2 separate regions of the Anas platyrhynchos genome follow, and region 1 is linked to region 2. A link is a contact called in public Hi-C data. All regions are on one chromosome and are shown on one strand. The core of a region is the stretch at or near the end of the contact, and the rest is flanking DNA. Distances in the headings are between cores, read along the strand shown. Region 1 has its middle 4.4 kb from the start of SPDEF. Region 2 holds the start of HMGA1 (high mobility group AT-hook 1).

Region 1 (5,844 bases), core at 3,342-5,841, 84 kb after region 2:
GTGCCCCCAGCTCACCGCAGCCCCGGCACCACCCCGAGCATCTTCGCCCTGCCTCGGTCAAGGCACAACGTGCACGACCCAGCACGGCTTTGCCACGGCAGCAGCTTGGATCCAGCATCCCACAACGCCTGTTGCGAAGTGCCAAGCAGCTGCAGCGGGTCAGAATTCCTCTTCCCCATCGTTTGGGGGTGTGCTTCATGTTGAGGGGTGCTGGAAGCAGCAGGGTTTGGGCTGGCATCCCCGGCTGTGATAACAGGTCCTGGGCAGAGCCACAGCATGAAGCTCTGCCCAGCTCCGGGGTTTGTGCACAGCGCCCAGACCTGCTTTGGGGTCCCCACGTGGGAAACAGCGTCCCCAAACAGGAGCCAGGGGCAGCCCCAACCCAGCACGGCCCCGCAGCCGAGGCCACAGAGCCTTCTGCGCGCAGAGACCTTTATCGTAGCTTATGAATGGCAACATAGGTGTGTCAGCTGGGGAAACATGCGATACGGAGCAAAGCCGACGTGTAGGACAGAGCCATGCGCACGGGGAACCTCCACGGCCACGCCGCACCTCCCCGCTCCCCGCATGTCCGTCTGTCTGTCTGTCTGTCTGCTTCCAGCTGCCCCGGGCTGCAAATCCCATCGGTGCTGCCCTCTGAAACGTTTAATGGGAAATGTTTCCCTGCTTCCTAGGTTTAATTATCACCCGTTGCCAGAGCAAATAGCAAAGAAGCCCAGAGCAAACTGGAGGAGAGGGCGGTCAGAGGGCAGGGGGACAGCGGGATGTCACCAGGCAAAGGGGACGCACGGCCTGGCCCTGGGTCACCTCTCAGGAGCATCCCAAACCCAGGTCCTCCCGGTCTGCCTGGGATTGGGCTCTGAAAAAGCTCTCCCTGCTGCTCCTATCAGCAGCACCGGAGATTTCGATAAGCAGAAGAGATTAAAAGGAAAAATATTTCCCTGCCTCACAGCGCATTGGCTTTGCCCAGGGAGAGCTGGCCAGGCCGGCAGCACAACGTGGGGCTACAAAAGCAGGGAAGCATCCCAAAACCGGCCACAGGGACCAGGGGCAAATGTCAGACCTGGCCTGAGACCGAGCCTCTGCTGCAGGATGCAGGCACAGCTCGGAGCCCCTGCTGCTCACCACGATGGGGCAGCGATGGCTGTGCCGCAGCACGTCCCCAAAGCCGTACCCAAAGCTCTTGGGCAACGCCAGGAGTTCTCACTGATGGTGGATGGAGAAAGTGAAATCCCTCGAAACCAGGAGGCTGGCAGCAGATTTGCCCCATCCAAGCTGCTCTGGTTCCCTCCCTGGTGCAGGCTGGGGGCTGCGGCCACCCGCATAACCCCAGCGCAGTCTCGCCTCCCTTGCGCAATCCCAGCAGGGCCACGAGGCCGTTGCAAGCAGCTCTGGTTACATATGCAAAACAGGAAAAGAATAGGTTGCAACACCTGCGGGACAATGAAAGAGGGGAAATAGTCTGGCTTTTCTGCTCTGTGTGCGCAGTTTTGAGCGCTTTTTCCTTGTCCTGGCTGTCAACCGATCGGCTCCGATGCCGGCGCCTTTTGCACCGAAAGCTCAGCGCTGGAGCAGGAGGGGACGGAGCAGTGGCTCGTGAATCAGCCTGGAGGAATCTCTCTGCCCACCCTCCTGCAGCTAATCTCTGGCTGCATCGCAAGAATAACAGATAAGCAGCCATATAACGCGTAGATATAATAAAACCATTGAAGGGACTTGATGTCACTGCGAAAACCGCAGAGGCGACCGAGCCTGCTCCGTCACCAGAACCGAGCGGCGTTTCCTGGTCTTCCCCAGCAGTGGGGTTTCCTCCACTTCGTTTCCCGCACCACTTTTGGGAACAGCAGAGTCCCCATGCAAAGCCAGCCCACACGCTCGGGTCCCTGAGAGGCCAAATCCTGCCCCCACCGCAGAGCTGGCACCCACGCTGCCGGGCTCTGCAGGGGCGATGCCCACAGAGGAGGCAAATCCCCGCTCCCAGGCGGCAGGACGGGATTCCTCGGGCTTTTCTGCGAGCCCAGGATGCTGGAAATGGTTCAAGCTCCTTTCACACACCCACAGGCTCAGCCCCACTCTGCAGGCAGCTGCCTCGGTGAGAAGCGCTCAGCACCCCAGCCCTCACCAGCCCCAGATCTGGTGGGTGTTGGTGTCCCGAGGAGGAGGCAGCTTTTGGGTTTCACCTCCCGTCAGCACCCAAACAAGCTCACGGCCACATCCACCCACAGCCCTGGGTGCAGATCCCACACCAAGGGAGGAAAAATCCTTTGGGCTTTGGGAACAAGCAACGGGGAAGCGCCAGGACCCTGGGAATCCCTCCTGCACCTCGAGGGCCAGCCCGGGGATGCTGTGCAGGAGGAAGATCCCTGGCGGGAGGTGGCTGCTGCTCCCCCCCCTCCTGCTGCCCATAATCTTAATTGCTCTTCCCCGGCTGTTTGCTCAGCGCCGTTCATTTCCACCCAGCCTGCACCGAGAGGGTTTATCACACTCGCTCTTGTGTTATTTCAAGCTAAGGCACGTACGGGAGGTCAGAGCTGGGAGCACTCCCTGCGATCCTAGAAAGAGCCTGGGCTGAGGGTACCGGGCTCCTTCCTCGTCCCAGCCCCACAGCTGCTGTCCCTGCGAGGTGTCCCCGTGCCACCAAAGCAGAGCAAACAGCAGGGAGCCGCTGTCACTGCCGGGAAGGGAGCGAGGGGCCTGCACCCAGCACCCAGCTGGGAACACGCTGCCGGGCTTGGGGCGAGCTGGGGGGCTGCTCCCAGAGGGGAAATTGGCTTTTCAGCAGAGCTTGGACCCCAACGCTGAGCGAATTGCCAAAATGCATGGGAAATAACCCAAGGGCAGGCACCGGGCAGCCCACGGGATTTTTGTGTGTGCGACAAGCCTGTGGAGATCTCCCAGGAAGCATCTTTGGGGTTTGAACCCGATGATCTCTGAATGTCCCCTATAATTCTGTGACCTTCAGGCGGCTCCAGAGCGGAGACCAAGCAAACCCCCTGAAATTCCTCCTGGCCTCCAGCCTCACTTACCCCTTCCCAAAACATCCCCGTGGCTCTGCGCCAGGCAGGGCCCCTCCCGTTTATTACCCTCATGGCCATGCTCATCCCACTTCCCCATCTCCCAGATGCTGCCATAAACCCCGTTTATGGGGCGCCGCGCGTATGCTCAGGGCAAACAGCCCCGGTTATTGCCGCCGGCACCCGCGTGCGGGGCCCACCCTGACAAAACAACCCCGGGGCTCCCAACCTCGGCTGCTGCCCGTGCCGGCAGCCGGCAGCTCCCCGCTCCTGCACCCCGGTGCCCGGTGCAGGGTTCGCCCCCCTCCTCCCCATTTTCCCCTGTGCCAAGCGCGGCTGACGCAGGCGGGGAGGTCGCAGGGCAGCCGGCCGGGCTGGGAGCAGCGGGATCCAGCTGCGTGTTTGCTGTTCCCTGCTTAACGCCCCGCTCTTTTCTTCCTCCGGTGGCTTTCTAAGCTCCTGCTTTTGTCTCTCGGGATTAAAAGCCTGGAAGTGGCCGCGGGTCGCGCAGCGCTGCCAGGAAGAGAGGGCTCAGGGCGGCGCGGGTGCGCCCAGCTCGGCGGCACAGCAAACGCCGGTGGAGGGGGGGTGAGGACAGGTCACGGCCACCCCGGCACTGTTTTGGGGCGCACGCTGGGGAAACGCACATATAGGGACAACCCCTGAGCTGGGCTGCCCATGTGGGTCCCCCCCATCCCCACACAAACCCCAAACCCCTCCATACAGCCCGGTACCCCCGTTCCCTCCCCGTTAGCCGTTCACCCCACCAGTGGGACCAGTAACATGGCAGCGTGGCCGGCACCCCCTCGGCGTGTTGTAGGTTTGGGGCCGCTTGGCGGCGGTTCCCAGGCACACAGGAGCAGCCAGGTGAGACCGGCAGGGCCCCGGGCCAGCGGACGCGATGTTGTCTTTTCACACAGCCCCGGCGCGGGGCTGCGCAGCACCCAAAACCCTCGGTGGCTTTGTTTTCCCACAGCGGCTGCCACGGAGAAATGCAAATTCATTCTTCTCCTCCGCTGCTTTCCCCCTCTGAGAGCAAACGGTCCCCGGGCATAACGGCCCCATGAGGCGCTCCCATGGCGAGCCGAGGGCACGCGGTGCCCCATGGAGCAGGAGAGGTTCCCGGCCCCATCCTCCCCTTCATCCCGCACCATCCAACCCCATAGAGCCTGCAGAATGGTTTTGCCCCAGGTGGGAATCCCTAAAAATAAGCCTAAAACGGGCCCTCGGGGTGTTCTGAGGATTGGAGGGGGCAGGGCTGGGTGGAGAAGGGGAGGCAGAGCCCAGCCACCTCCCCAGCTCCGGGGGGGCTCCAGCCCTTTGCCATCAGAACCCCCACCCTGTTGCAGCTCCCTGGGGGGCACAGGGGTGGGGACCCCCCTGTGTCAGCCCACCCAGAGGACAGGGTCTCCTCTTCTCCCAGGGATGAGGCTGCTCCGTACCCTGCACGGAGCTGTGGTTTTGGGACAGAGGCACGGCTCTCCCGGCCCTGAGCGTCCCACAGGCTGGGGGGGGCACAGGGAAAAGCCTGGGGGCCTCGGCACGGAGGCAGCTGGGGACAAGCGAGGCAGCGCAGAGCGAGCAGTGACTCAGCCGTGAGTCACCCAGCTCCGAGGGAAAGGAGCTGCTCCCGTAAGCATCGCCCCGGTCAGAGCCACCAGGCAAAAAGGGGGCGCAGCAAGGACCCCGAAAACAGCACGGGGATCCCCAGCAGCCTGCCCTGCCTTCATCCCCTCCCCAGGAGCTGGGCTGCCCTCTGCCTTTGGAGGAATTTGCTTTTTTTCTCAGCAAACTTAAGCTGCCTCCCATCCTTAGCCTCCTGTGGAGGCTCAGCACCACGAGGAGCCTCCCAGAGCCTGGCTGAGGGGGGGCTGAAACCATAAATGGCACCAGGAGAGGGGCTGGGATGTGCAGCGCTGGGCCACTGGGACACACCAAACCCCTACGGGACACGGGCACCGTGCCGGGCTGCACAGGAGGGGACACGAAAGCAGAACACGATCAGTGCTCCCTGCTTTCTTGCAGGAGCTGGGCTCCAGACCCCAAAACAGCCAGCCCAGCGTGGGACGTGACCCCAAAATGGGGAACCCCTGCCCCAAGCCTGGCTCTGCCCCGTCCCAACTCTGGCTCGGGACCCGGCACAGCGAGAAGATCGCTTCTGTTGTCAGCCGTGGATTTTGAGGGCAGCAAAATGTTTGTTCTGTCAACACGTGCCTAATCCCCAACCAAAAGCTGATGAAAAAAGCGTGGAGGGGGGGAAGGATGGGAAGGAGCTGCCCTTTGAAACAAAACCCTCACCGTGACATCTGCAGCCCCGAAAGGACGGACAACACCGGGGCTGCCCAGGGCGAGCAGTGCTGGCGTGGTGGGGGGCGAGGGGACAGGATCCCACTGGGGACACACCGGGACCCTCAGCCCCAGACCCCTCCAAGGGGGACAGAAGACACTAAGGCACCCCAAGAGGCTCGGATGACGACAGCACGGCGAGATTTAGGGTTTGGCCAAGGACCACATCCTTGCTCCAACCTCGCGTGGCGCACACCAGGCTGCAGCAGCCCCAGGTTTCCACCTCCCCTGGCCAAAACGAAGCCCCAGGACGCGGGCACTGCGCCGCATGAACCTGGCCTTGGTGTGGGACAGCAGCCAGCCCCGGGGCGTCCCCACATCCCCGGTGGCACGCACGCAACTGTGCCACCGAGAGCCCGTCACGAAGGCACTCAGCAGGATTGGCGTTTGCAGATGGGCCGTAAACCCTTTTCCTGGTGGGATGAGGCACAACTTCGTCAGCCCAAGGCTTGTTCCCAGCTCACAAGCGCTCACCCCGGGGCAG
Region 2 (6,068 bases), core at 1,722-4,221:
GTGGGCATGGGACAAGGGGACACTGTGCCTCCCGTGTCCCCCCCCAAGGCAGGGCGATAGCAGGCGATCAGTGCAGTGAAGAAGCAGGTAATGATTATTTCCCTGGAAATATTGGCTAGAAAAATCGGGATAATCAGCAATGCACACATGTCCCCTGCCTGCCCCGCATGGTGCAGACGTCCCCGCATCCTGCACGCTCAGGACTCTCAAAAGCAGAAGCACCGAGCCTATAACTTATCGGGTGCTGCAGGAATTTGTCCCCAGATTGAAGTTCCAGGAACTCAGGGATAAACCTGCCCCGGAGGGCGAGGAGGAAGGAGAGGTTTGAACAAATTACAGCCGGCCTCAGTGGGTACAGGGCCGCTCGGCCACATGGGGGATCTGATCAACAGGGAACAAAGCCCGGAGGGGAAACAAAGGCCCCATCCCCTCCCACAGTGCCCATCCCAAACCCGTGACGGGGTGACAAGGACCAGGCTGGGGACACCCCCACCCTTGTCCCAAGGGGTCTCCCAGCTCGGTTGGCTCACCTGGGTTATTTGGGGTTGCTCACCCCAGCCCGGCACGGCGCACGTGGAGCCCCCGCACTGCGCTCACCCAGGAGGGGGAGAAAAACCCCCCTTCTGGTAGCACCACTTCCAGCTGTTTTTGCTTTCTGGGCTCACTGCGGAATTGTTGAGCGGTTTTTTTTTACAGATTTTTGCATGTTGAATTGCAGAATTTTTTGCATTTTGCAATGTTTTTGCAAACTGCACAACACAAACCTCGCCGGTCCCGCTCCCAAACCCCGCCTCGGCGGCAGCGTCTCTTCTGGCTTTCAGCCTGGAAAGCTGCAGAAACAAAAGTGAAAACAAGCGGCAGGATGGCAACAGCCAGGTGCGGCTCTGCCCAGCTCGGAGCAGCCCCCCCAGCGCTCAGCCCCCCTCCTTTCAGCACGGGGAGCTCGGGGCAGGGGGCACTGCCCCACGTCCCCCCCGCGGGTCACCATTTGCGCAGAGCTCTCCGTGGTGCGCTGCCAGGCCACTTCCCTTCCTCCCACAACCCTCCCCCCAGCAAGCCACCCTCTGTCCTCCCAAACTTGCTCAGAACAACAAAAAAAATCCCCCTTTTACCCCTAAAAAAAGCCACTTCCCAATTTCCCCCCGCTGCACGCAGCTTCCCATCCCAGCACCGCTCCCGGCTGCGGGGCGCACCTGGCCGGGGATTTTTTGGAGACGGCCGCGGCTTTGCTTCGAACACCGAGCGACCCACGCAGAGCAGCCCCTGGGTGCAAAACCACCGTGAAGGCAGCCCCCAGAGCCCTCCCCAGGGGTGAGCAAGAAATCGCCAAAAGTTTCGGGGACCGAGAACCGATAGCCTCGGTTGTTCGCGCCCCCCTCCCGGCACTGCTCTCCGGTTACAGCCACTCACCGGCGGCGCAGAAGAAATAACGAGGGAGGGATATTAATAACAGCAGTCCTCAGCCAGGGACAGAAACCAAATTCCTCGCCGGGCTCGCAGCAAAGAGGGGAAGCCCGAGCATGCCCATGGGCAGGTTTGGGGCAGCCGAAGGCACCGCAGCACACGGTGCTTGGCTGGGGCCGCCTGCTAAAGGGGAATGCTGATTTTAGCCAAAAAAATAATAATGTGTGGGGCTTGCAAGCAGCACCTTACCTGGGTGCAAGGCCCTCGGCTGGAGGGGACGCAGCGCGGTCGCCATCTCAGGGAGCTGCAGCCGGGCTCAGCCCCAAAATGCAGCGCTGCAAACGGGGCAATGCCTCCGCTGGCAGGCATTTGGAAAGGGGTCGGCTCCTCGCAGGGCTTTTTTCCCCTCCTTTGCATTCATTTTTCAGAAAGGGACACGGCTTTGGTTGTGTTTCAGACAGGAGGCGCCAAGGGAGTTTGCAGGGGGGGTTAAATCCAAGCAGCGTTTAGCAAGAGGTGCCACGAGCCTTGCGCAGCTGGGTTTGGTTCTTGCCATGTCGCAAACCTGCCCCGCCGAAGTTTTGCGCACGCAGACACCAACGCTGCCGGGCTTCACGTTGTTAAGGATGATTTTTTTAAAACAAAAACCTGCCTGAAAATTGAATTCAGCACCATACAGCCTAAGGTTCAGCTCCTAACACCAGATTTCAACCCTTTGAGGCAGGGGGGTCCAAGCACCCAAGTCAGACTTCCCACGAAATTCACCATTGGGGTTTCTGCAGGAGTTTGGGGGAATTCGGCAGACCCTCATGGCTGGGAGCTCTGCATTTCCCTGTATTCCCCCAAAACCCACCACGAGCCCCCAGATGCTTGGCACAGCCGGGGGCTGTTTTTTAGGGTCCTGGCAGACCCGGAGAGCTGATGTGGCTCCCATTCCACACTGCCCTAAGGCACCCCAAAGCAGACAGCACGGATTCAGAACAAAGCCCCCCCCGGGGCAGAACCAAGCCCCAAAACCTTCCCAGACCTCGGGGCCGCTCGCCAGCCCCCCCCCAGCCCAGCCACGCTCACCCCTCCGCCCCCAATCCTATTCTTCCAACATTTCCGCGCTGAAATCTGAAACACGGCGCTTCCACCCCTCCCTGGGGACGGAGCACCTGCTGCCGGGTGCCTCCAGAAGGGGATCAGAGGATTTTTTTTTTTATTTTTTTTTTTATGGGGGGGGGGGTTAACAGCAAATAAAAGCACCGCGCTTCACCCAGCGGAGAGCCCCGACGCTCAACCCCAAAGCGCCACCAAAACCCCTCGGCGCCACCCCAAAACCCCAAAACCGCCCTGGGGGGCACAAAGCAGAGTGTGCCCCCCCCCACCCCCCACCCGGGACACACACCCTTAAACCGGGAACCCCCAAACTGGGCACTGGGCACCCCACAAACTGGGGATCTTTTTTTTGGGGGGGGTCTCCATCCATCCCGGCTGCCCGGGGAGAGCCACCACCGCCCGGGGGGGGGTCAGCACGGCCCTGGGGGGGGGGTCAGCAGGACCTGGGGGGGGGGCTCGGCCCCACCGCAGCCCTTTGAACGGCCCCATCGGCCCCGGCCCCGCCGCCGCCCGCCCCCCCCGGCCGTGATGCAGGCGGCTCCTCCTCCCGGCGCTCCGCAAGGGCTGGGAGCTCCCCTCTGCCCGGCTGCCCTTATTTAATTTCCAGGGTGATTTTGCTATTTTTAGCACCTGGATCCCCTCCAGTAAGGCTCGGAGTTCGCTCCTTTTTATTATTATTATCATTAATATTATTATTTATTTTTTTTCCCCTCTTTCCCCCCCCCCCCTTTCCCTATTTTTTTTTTTTTTCCTCCCCCTGGCTCCCCGTGAAATGATTTGGACCCGGCTTCCTTCCTCCCGGAGCGCTTTTTTTTTTTTTTTTTTTAATTTTATTATTATTATTTATATAAATAAGGGGGGTTGGGGGGGGGGGGCCTGGCCGTGCTGTGGATGCGTGTGCGAGTCGCAGCCTCTCTCTCCTCTCTCTCTCTCTCTCTTTGCCTTCTCCTTTCAGATCCGCATTTGCGAGCAGCAGCAGCCAGGAGGGGGGGTTTCGCTCGCTCACAACACAGCCACGCCGGGAGAGGGAGGAAAAAAAAAAGAATTAAAAGGAAAAAAAAAAAAAAAGCCACCAAAAAAAAAAAATAATAATAATAATCCCCAAGCACCCAGCTCCGAGACCAAGCTGACTGTGAGTGCCGGCCTTCCTCTTTCCTTTCTGCTCCGGGGGGGGGGGGGGGTTTGGGGGGTTCAAGGGGGTGCTGGGGGGGCCCGAGGTTCGCTCCGTGTTTGCAAGGGCTCGCGGGTGCCCCTTTGGTTTGTTATTAATTACTGGGATTAATTGGGCGATGCACCTGGCGGGGCCGGGATGAGCTGGGGGGGGCCGGGCTGCGGGGACTTTTCCTCCGATTTATGGGGTTTGGGGGCTCCAGCGGCCCCCAACGCCCTGGGGGGGGGCTCCGGCTGCAGCCTCGGGTCGGTTCGGTGGGGCTGGGACCCCCCCCCGGGTCCCCTCCGTGTGGTTTTGGGGTCGGTGCAAGGTGCGTGGGGCCGGGACCTTGCAAAGTGCGTGGGGCCTGCAGCGCGCGTGGGGCGGGGGCTCGGTGCAAATTGGGGGGGGCTCGGTGCAAATTAGGGGGGGGTCGGTGCAAATTAAGGGGGGGTCGGTGCAAATTAGGGGGGGGTCCCGGCGGGTTGTGTGGGGTCGGGGCAAACCGCCTGGGGTCGCCGCGAAGCACGTGGGGTCGGTGCAAAGCACGTGGGGGGTGGGGGGGGGGGGGGCTGCGAATTTTGGGGGGTGGGCGCCGAGCACGTGGAGCCCCGGCCGATGGTGTGGGGTGGGCGCGGATGGCTGGGGGGCGGGGGGGGGCGCTGCAAATTTTGTGGGGTCGCCGCAAGGTGCCTGGGGCCGGGCAAGGCCCCGTTGGGGGGGGACAAGGGGGGGGGCACACACTCGGGCAGGTCGCTGTAAAGTTGCAGTGAGGGGGCTCAACCCCCCCCCAAAACCCCTAAAACCACCCCCTACTCCTAAAATCTCCCCCTGCCCCTAAAAGCACCCCCCCAGCCCATGCCTGCAGGGGGGGGCCCGAAATGGCGCTGCTGTGCCCGGGGTTTTATTGCAGCCCGCGGGAGGGGGGGGTGGGGGGGGGGCTTCACAAAGCTGCGCTGTTGCCCTTCCTGCCTCTTTTCTTTCTCCCCCACCTCCCTCCTTCCTTTCTTTTATCACTTCCTTTTATTATGCATGCCCAGGAAGGAAGGGGGGTGGTCTGCCCTTAATAGCAAGGGGAAGGGGAAGGGGAAGGGGAAGGGGAGGGGGGGGGGCTTCAAAGCAGAGCCCCCCCCACCCCCAACCTCGGCCCTAAGCCCCCATCCCCGAGGCTCCCCAACTTGTGCCCCCCCCAGCCCCGGGCTGGGTTTCCTGGGTGTGAGGAGATTTTTTGGGGGGAAGGGGGCAGATCTGAGGCACCACCGCCACCACCTCAGTTCTTTCCCCCCCCCGTTTTCGGGTTGGGTTGTTTAATCTGGGAGTGGGTGGCGGGCGCGGGGGATTTATGGGGCTGTTTGCACGGGGGGGGCAGGTTGTGGCTTTTGCAAGCCGAGCGTGGCTTGTGCAAGAGGTGGCTGCCAGCAGCACCCCCCACGGCGGCTCCCGACCCACGGGGACGGCCGAGGAAGGGGTTTCCCCCCCCCAGCACCCTCTGACCCTAAGGAGTGCCCTCCGCTGGGATTTCACCCCACCAGCCCACAGGAGCCCGGCAGCCCCCTGCTCGTGGTTCCCCCCGCCATGAAAAGGGGAAAAGGGTTTTTTTTTTGTGTTTTTTTTTTTTTTTTTTTTTTTTCCCTCTCTCCCTCAGCTGCTTCCTTCCCTCCATGGCAACCCAGCTGCTGCCTCCGATCCCAATCCCGCTCCGAGGCGCGGGGCCGAGCTCCGAGGTGGGGACGGGGACGGCAGCGATGGGGACGGGGACATGGGGTGGCACCAAGGGCAGCCCCATATCCCACCCGCATCGCTCACACAGCACCGTGGCCACCAGGGGTTGCCCGATGGGGCCAGGACCCCCGAGCAGGGCAGCTGAGGGACCCCCAGGAGAGGGTACGGCACGGCCGGGGGGCTGCGTTCCCTCTGCCAAAGATCGACTAAAAAGAGGGGGAAAAAAAGAAAAAAAGGGTAAATACTTCTCAGCCCCTGCTCAGCCCACCAGTATTTCCTTCCCTAAACCTTATTTATATATATATATTTTTTTAAGTGCTCCTTGAAGGGCTCAGGGATGCTGTGAGTAATTATTTTGGGGTGTTTACATGACAGCACGCATGGTTTCTGTCTCCCCCCCCCTAAAAAAAATAATCTGCGGGTGGTTTTTGTTGTTGCTTTGCACTCGTGAGTCACTTTCAGAGGGGCCTGGAAGGTCTCGGCGTGGTGGGGGCTCCAGACACTGCTGTGGGGTCGGGGTCCCCATGGGGATCGGGGTCCCCCCGTGGGTCCCTCCCGCAGCCCCAGCAGCGGGGGGGCAGCAGCGCCGTGCCCCCTGGCTGAAGTTTACCCAAACTGGAAGCAGCTGCTAAAGGCTGGGGGTGGTTAAAGCCTCGTTATAGGGCCGGCGCCTCTGGCTGCCCGAAACCCA

Evidence for each region. A called contact is a pair of places that touch in the nucleus more often than the background predicts.
Region 1: a contact with region 2 is called in a Hi-C map of liver, with 2.7 times the contacts expected there. The contact joins the enhancer-like site here to the promoter of HMGA1 in region 2. A contact is called at or near these places in 3 of 8 Hi-C or Micro-C datasets (liver, skeletal muscle and subcutaneous adipose tissue).

What each region holds. Positions count from the first base shown.
Region 1 is chr27:4,128,505-4,134,348 of IASCAAS_PekinDuck_T2T, forward strand. No RefSeq gene overlaps it. Among named protein-coding and RNA genes, the nearest start is that of SPDEF, 4.4 kb to the left of the region's middle. Within about 2 kb of position 4,592, at least 2 of the 8 cell types and tissues checked have an H3K27ac peak or open chromatin away from gene starts, as enhancers often do.
Region 2 is chr27:4,046,420-4,052,487 of IASCAAS_PekinDuck_T2T, forward strand. It overlaps HMGA1 (high mobility group AT-hook 1), which reads left to right and starts at 2,972. Exons shown (of 6, transcript XM_072028352.1): 1 at 2,972-3,149; 2 at 3,461-3,637. LOC101791673 (a long non-coding RNA gene) reads right to left here and starts at 1,404. Exons shown (of 5, transcript XR_005261103.2): 1 at 1,194-1,404; 2 at 531-830.